Linked DNA regions of Gossypium hirsutum: region 2 is linked to region 1. The links are chromatin contacts, called in public Hi-C maps. All regions are on one chromosome and are shown on one strand. Each heading gives the region's core, a stretch centred on a gene start, on an enhancer-like site or on the middle of the called end of the contact. The rest is flanking DNA. Distances are from core to core; before and after follow the strand shown. Region 1 has its middle 2.8 kb from the start of LOC121206948. Region 2 holds the start of LOC107889199 (histone deacetylase 9).

Region 1 (3,003 bases), core at 493-2,992:
TTGCTATACCAAGCAACTTAAAGCAAAAACTGTGATAACATGTTATGCAATAGGCTACTGAAAGCTATCAAATACAATAGGCATTTCTCTGAGTAGTTTAAAATGAATAACATATCTTCATTTTTACAACTTGACTCAACATACCTCCAACTTTTAACATTAAAATAGACCTCCCAAAATATCATATAATCAAAAGCACCATTAAAATACCTTGAGTGAAGCATAGGAATGGACACTTTTTGAAGAACACTCCCAACGATAACCACCTCCCTAAGATTGCATGTCTCTGACTGAAAAAGAGCAGCAGAACAAGAAGATTTTTGTGATAAAATTCGTACATCCTGACAAACTTATTAAGACCAACTTACATACAATACAAGTGGAGCATTAATCATAACATTAAAAAGTAAACTGATACGAATAAGAATTTAACAAAAATGGGGCAAAATCACGGGGCTGCAGTATCTATCTGAAAGAGCACAACTTGATGCTAAAAAGCTCAGAACAGCTCAACCAATAATGAAAACTTGGACTGTTAGATTCATCAAGTAGAAAAATACTCATGATTCACTATGCTAGGCAGGAAGTTGTATACCTTGCACAATGGAAACAATATTCCCTTGTTGAATGCAGCAGGTTTATAAAGAGCCTTCTTCAAGGATTGATATAGAGCAAAATGAAGTCGCTTATTCTTCTGAACATCATCTCTAATGCATCGAAGTAAGACTAGCCTATAAAAACGCTCTGCCTTCTTAGCACCCAAATTAGAAGCAAATATTCTTGTGGCTTGGAACATTGCATTCGGAGACCACTGCTCAGGTTCAGTCAAGTACAAAACATCCTCCCAGAGTTGCATTGAAGGAATGTGTTTAAAGGCTTTGGGCATTTACCCAGCTGTGTATTTGTTCAGAAACTTGGCAACATTGCATATTTAATCCACATCCAGAGTTTTAAGGTTTCTGCACATCCTTGATATAAGCAAAAGAACCATACATATAAAAAGATACGAAAATTACCCTTTATACAAATCTATGAGGGCGTCATCCTACTTGGGCAAAGGTCGTGTTTCTGCAATTAAACAAATTGAACAATCAAGCACCACTACTAGTCTACTAGTACGTAAAATTCTTGCTAACGTCATTAAATTAGCAAAGAAAAACTAATTTTAACATTTACCTGAAGCAACATTTCCATCATTCTCCTTGATCTTTTGAATTATAATGTCAGCAAGTGTCCTTTGCGGACCAGCATCCTTCGATAAGAATGCCTCAAGCAATTTCTCATCTTCCTCATCAATCTCATCCTATAACATAAAAGTCCAATAGTTTGCAAATTGTAAATTAACAGAACTACGGTTTTCCCAATAAACTAAGGCTCCATTTGATTATTACTGTTGCAGTTTTTCCAGTTCCTTTCTACTGTTTGCTAATTTACTTGAAAATTACTCAACAGAAAAATCATGCTACAATTAGATTAAAAATGAGAAAATAGTTAAATTGTCACAAAATCACCCATCTTTCCTGCATAAGGATCATCTCTAACAATTTAACATCAAAAAGCAACCTGAAAAGATATATGATCACATAAAATAAACTTACTTCGTAGTTGCCAAATTGACTTTGGGTCTCAAAAAAATCCACCAAAATTGTCAATATCCTCTTCTTCTTCTTCTTCTTCTTCTTCGTGCTTATTATGCTCTTCTTTAACCGAACCAAATGCGTTCCTAACGTTCCCTCCTGAGGCTTCATCTTCTATTTCCTTCTGCTGAAGAAGCGCCTCTTTCAAGAATTTCGAGCTTATTCCCGTCGAAAGCATCTGCACCGAAAACAAACAAATAAAACGAGAACACAAATTTAGATAAAAATTAAAAAACGAAAGAAGAAATAAGAAAAACAAAAAGAAGGGAAACGGCTCAGTATTACTTTGTCTTGCTTTTGGTGGTGTTTAGGAGCTTTGGAGCGTTTCTTTGAGGAGGCAACGGAATCGCCATCTGCCAGAAAAGGTTGCGAATTTCTGTTTCGTTCTCTTTTGTTCTTCACCATTGAAGAAGGGCTGCAATTTTTGAATCAAGGATTGAGAGGAAGAATAATGGAACGAGATTTTGGTACCTGGAAACTGTCAGGGTTTTAAGACGTGGCAAATTCGTAATTCAAGACACATAAGAGCTTTCATATTTCAGTGCACAAATTCTTCTGGGACTGTTTGGCCCATAAGAAAATGATGAAATTTTTCATTAATTAAAGCATAAATAAACACGTAGAAAATTAATAAGAGAAGATATAAAAGAAAATGATGTCGAAGTCTTTCCCTCTTCTGGCTAGCTTGGAACGGCCGAGCTCTCCAATGCTGCCAGAGATTCATTCAACAAGCCACCAAAAGGGTGAAGTATAAAGAGGTTTAGAATGGGGACGACATGGAGTTGAAGGATGTGGGTGGTGCCAAGCTATCTTTTAAGTATACGTGGCTGGCTCATACTAAGCAAGTGGGAGAACTTGTTTCATGAAATGATGGTTTGAAGAGCTAGTTTTTCGAAGGTGATGTGGTGGTCTCCCAGGAGCGGCAATATCCTGAGATACGTTTCTAGGGAAGCGTGCATGATATGATAGACAAAAGCATGGGTTTACTAATTTTGTAGGAATGCTATAAAAGATATTAACCATGTGCTACACCAATATTTTGCGACTAAGTCACTGTGGTGTGAACTGGTACTTAGATGAGTTTTTGTCAATGGAGATCAAGGAATGGGAATTTTGCTCTTTGGTTTTGTTTGTTAGAATATTTGGTTGAAGAGGATTCGATCCCAACTATGTTGATGCTGAAAGGGTGATTGAGAAAAGTTTTAGAATGCGGGATGAGGCGCGACTTACCTTGACATTTGTAAACCAGCTATAAGATAGTAGAGGTCAGCAAACAAGTCGAATAATTAGATGGGAGAAGCTTCTAGGTGGATGGCATAAAGTGAACGCAAATGGTGCACTAAGGGCTGCTGCGGGCTTGGCTTAC
Region 2 (2,921 bases), core at 253-2,752, 63 kb before region 1:
TGTTCCGACTTGTTTGCTTTTCTCAGCAAGCAAATTATACGAACGTATGCTGTCTATGTATACTTAGTACAGTGGAGCTTGGTGCTGTACATGCGCTCCTCGTTATACTCTTCATAAACTCCGAAAGTGGAGTTATTATAGTTTTGTCTTCAATGCAACAACTACAATTGCAACTAGTAGTTTATATGAAGTTACAAATATCAATCAAAGAATTCTTTACACATGACTCCTCTGTTTCCAATGTTCTACCAGTAATCTCTACAAGAACATAATCCATGACAAGTGATGAAACCGCTCTGAATCTTGAATTATGATGGCATGAATCTAAGTTCGTCTATAACTAGAATACACGGGTATGATGTACATCTATATCAATATATAATACACGGGCATGATACTTCAGAAACTCCAAGATTCCCAAAACCAAGTCATTGATGTAACAAAACCTAAGTGCCTCCCACTTATTGGCATGATATAAATCACCAGCCCAATTTATAGTAATATCACATAACTGATTGTTTAATCTTCTTGCAGCATCTGCCAGCCATGACAATCAATTGCAATTGAAAATACACATATCAAATTAAGAGAAACAACCCACCATATCAGAATTTACCTATTGTCCCACCAGCATAAATTTGACAAAATTCAAACAAGTTTTCAAACACAGGGCAGTCCTTCTCCAAGATTGTCTGGGAAGAAGAAAATAGAAAAATATGGAAATCAAACTCCAACGCATATACATCAGAAAAAGCATAACCTAATCCTTTCTACATATGATATTTGCATGTTTATTGGAACGGGCAAAATAAATATGACAATTTTGATAGAGAATTTCTAAGAGGGGAAAGAATAAAACAGATAGCGAAGGGAAGAATACCAACAATAATAGCTGATAATTGATCGGAGCCTCGCCATTCCCACAATTGCTGGGCTGCACAGTGGGAGACGTACGCATTTCTTTGGAAAGCTCCGCCTTCGACATCGATTTCTCTATATTTTCCAGCACACGCAAATCCGCCACCCCCAAAATCCAAAAACAGAGAGTATTCTATGCATTTTATGGAAAACCCAAGAAGATTTTCGTCTGAATGATGAGTGGAAATGGAAGGAGATTTTCGTCTGAAAAAAAAAAGCTATTACGAGAGCCATTGAATAGGCATTCAGCGCCTGACCTTCTGAATGGTTATGCAGCGTTTACGCGTAATAGAGCCCGCACGGAATAGCTATTCGGCAGTCAAATTTCAACCAAACAACGGGTCACTGTAGCGCGTGGAATAGGGGCGGAATGGAATGGCCATTCCGTCGAACAAAACATGCTGTAAAAGTTTAGTTACCCATATGAAAAACTAAACTAACAAACATAAAAGTGCAGAACATGGAAGCCATTAAAGAAAAGCTTAAGGAAATGTAAAAAGAAGCATATTACATAAAAATCTAAAGCAAGAAATATAAAAGGAAAATCTTTAATAGATTTAATGTAAACGAAACTGAAATGCATTAATATAAAGCTAAAAATGTCTTTACAAACAAAGTAAAAGGACTAAAGTTGCAAATGAACCTAAGCTACAGTGTTAACTAACTTAACTAACTATAAGAGAAAGAAGAAAAATGTAAAAAAAAAAATCTTATATAGCTATGGAAGATAAAGAAAATGAAAACCCTAGAAAAGTAGAAGAAAACTAAGAGAAATTAAAGCTAAACTAAGCCTAAGTGTGTGTATTCTCTCTCCTCAACCAAATTTGGTTGTTTTTAGCAATCAATTTTTTACCCTGTTTGTGCCCAAAATGTCCTTGAATGAGCCTTCAATGATTGGTGCTTCGGTTGGACAAAGACTATTATTGGAGCCATTTTTTGTCCCCTGACGATGTGGGTGCGCAATACCTAAGGAGTGGATATCGTGATACCGTTGACAAACTTAACTTAGGTTACTTCTTGGGCGAGTGGGTATCGCGACACCAATAGAAGATATGGTGATACCACTGTAAGGTGGTCCAAACTTGGGACCTATTGAAGGTATCGTAATACCTTCTCCTTTGGTGATGTTCTCGTTCGATTCTAGCCTTCAACACGTCCTTACAACACTCAATCATATGTTAGGCCCCCAATGATACTATTGGTCAATTAACGTCTCAAAATAAGTAAAAAAAGGTATTTTCACTTATTAAATCAAAATCCTAAAAACTACGTAAACGACATTTTTTTGCTTGAGAACAAGCTCCTCATGTCGAGAAAGTCTAATTTGCTATATCAAATTATGACAGATCAATTGTTCCACGAACACTCCTTCATTAATGAAGTCATTCGAGAACACACTTTTTACATCCATTTGAAATAGTTTGATATCTAAGTTACAACCATGAGTAAGAGTTTGATTGCTTCGAGCGTGCTACAGATTAAAGTTGTCCGATTCTAACCTCAACTCCGTAAGTGTCGAAGTTAAGGTTAACTTGTACGAGATGCTATCTAAGTATATGTGAAATAAAAAACCTGACCTCTTACACTTAATGTTTTCCAAGTACAAGAGTTAAGTTATTTCATCATATCCCAATCGTGGGAATCAAATTTTGTAAGAAATTTTCGAAAAAGAAGCATGACCTCTCTAGATAACCATATTATTTAATTAAAAAAAAGAGACATATTTCAAAGATTTCTATTTTGAGGAATAAAAAGTAATGATTGAATAAAAAATCTAGATTCTATTTTCCTAATTATTATTTCAAGTACTTTCCCACTTTTGGTAATTGTATTAATTTCTGACCGGTTTAAATTGTGACACATGTCACTTTTTATTAGAATAATTTTCATTTTTAAATTAAATGATAGATTGGGGTTAAATATACCTTTAAATTTTTTAACTAAAAACATGTTTGAATTTCAATTCATTAACTTTTTCAAATAAAGAATTTCTGATAAAAAAT

Evidence for each region. Hi-C and Micro-C count contacts between places; a contact is called where the count stands out from the background.
Region 2: a contact with region 1 is called in a Hi-C map of leaf, with 5 times the contacts expected there. The contact joins the promoter of LOC107889199 here to the enhancer-like site in region 1. A contact is called at or near these places in 7 of 34 Hi-C or Micro-C datasets (anther, hypocotyl, leaf and 1 more).

Annotation. Positions count from the first base shown.
Region 1 is chrA09:65,995,405-65,998,407 of Gossypium_hirsutum_v2.1, reverse strand. It overlaps the pseudogene LOC107889198. Among protein-coding and RNA genes, the nearest start is that of LOC121206948, 2.8 kb to the left of the region's middle. Within about 2 kb of position 1,742, at least 6 of the 9 cell types and tissues checked have an H3K27ac peak or open chromatin away from gene starts, as enhancers often do.
Region 2 is chrA09:66,058,494-66,061,414 of Gossypium_hirsutum_v2.1, reverse strand. LOC107889199 (histone deacetylase 9) reads right to left here and starts at 1,502. Exons shown (of 2, transcript XR_005901119.1): 1 at 885-1,502; 2 at 216-692.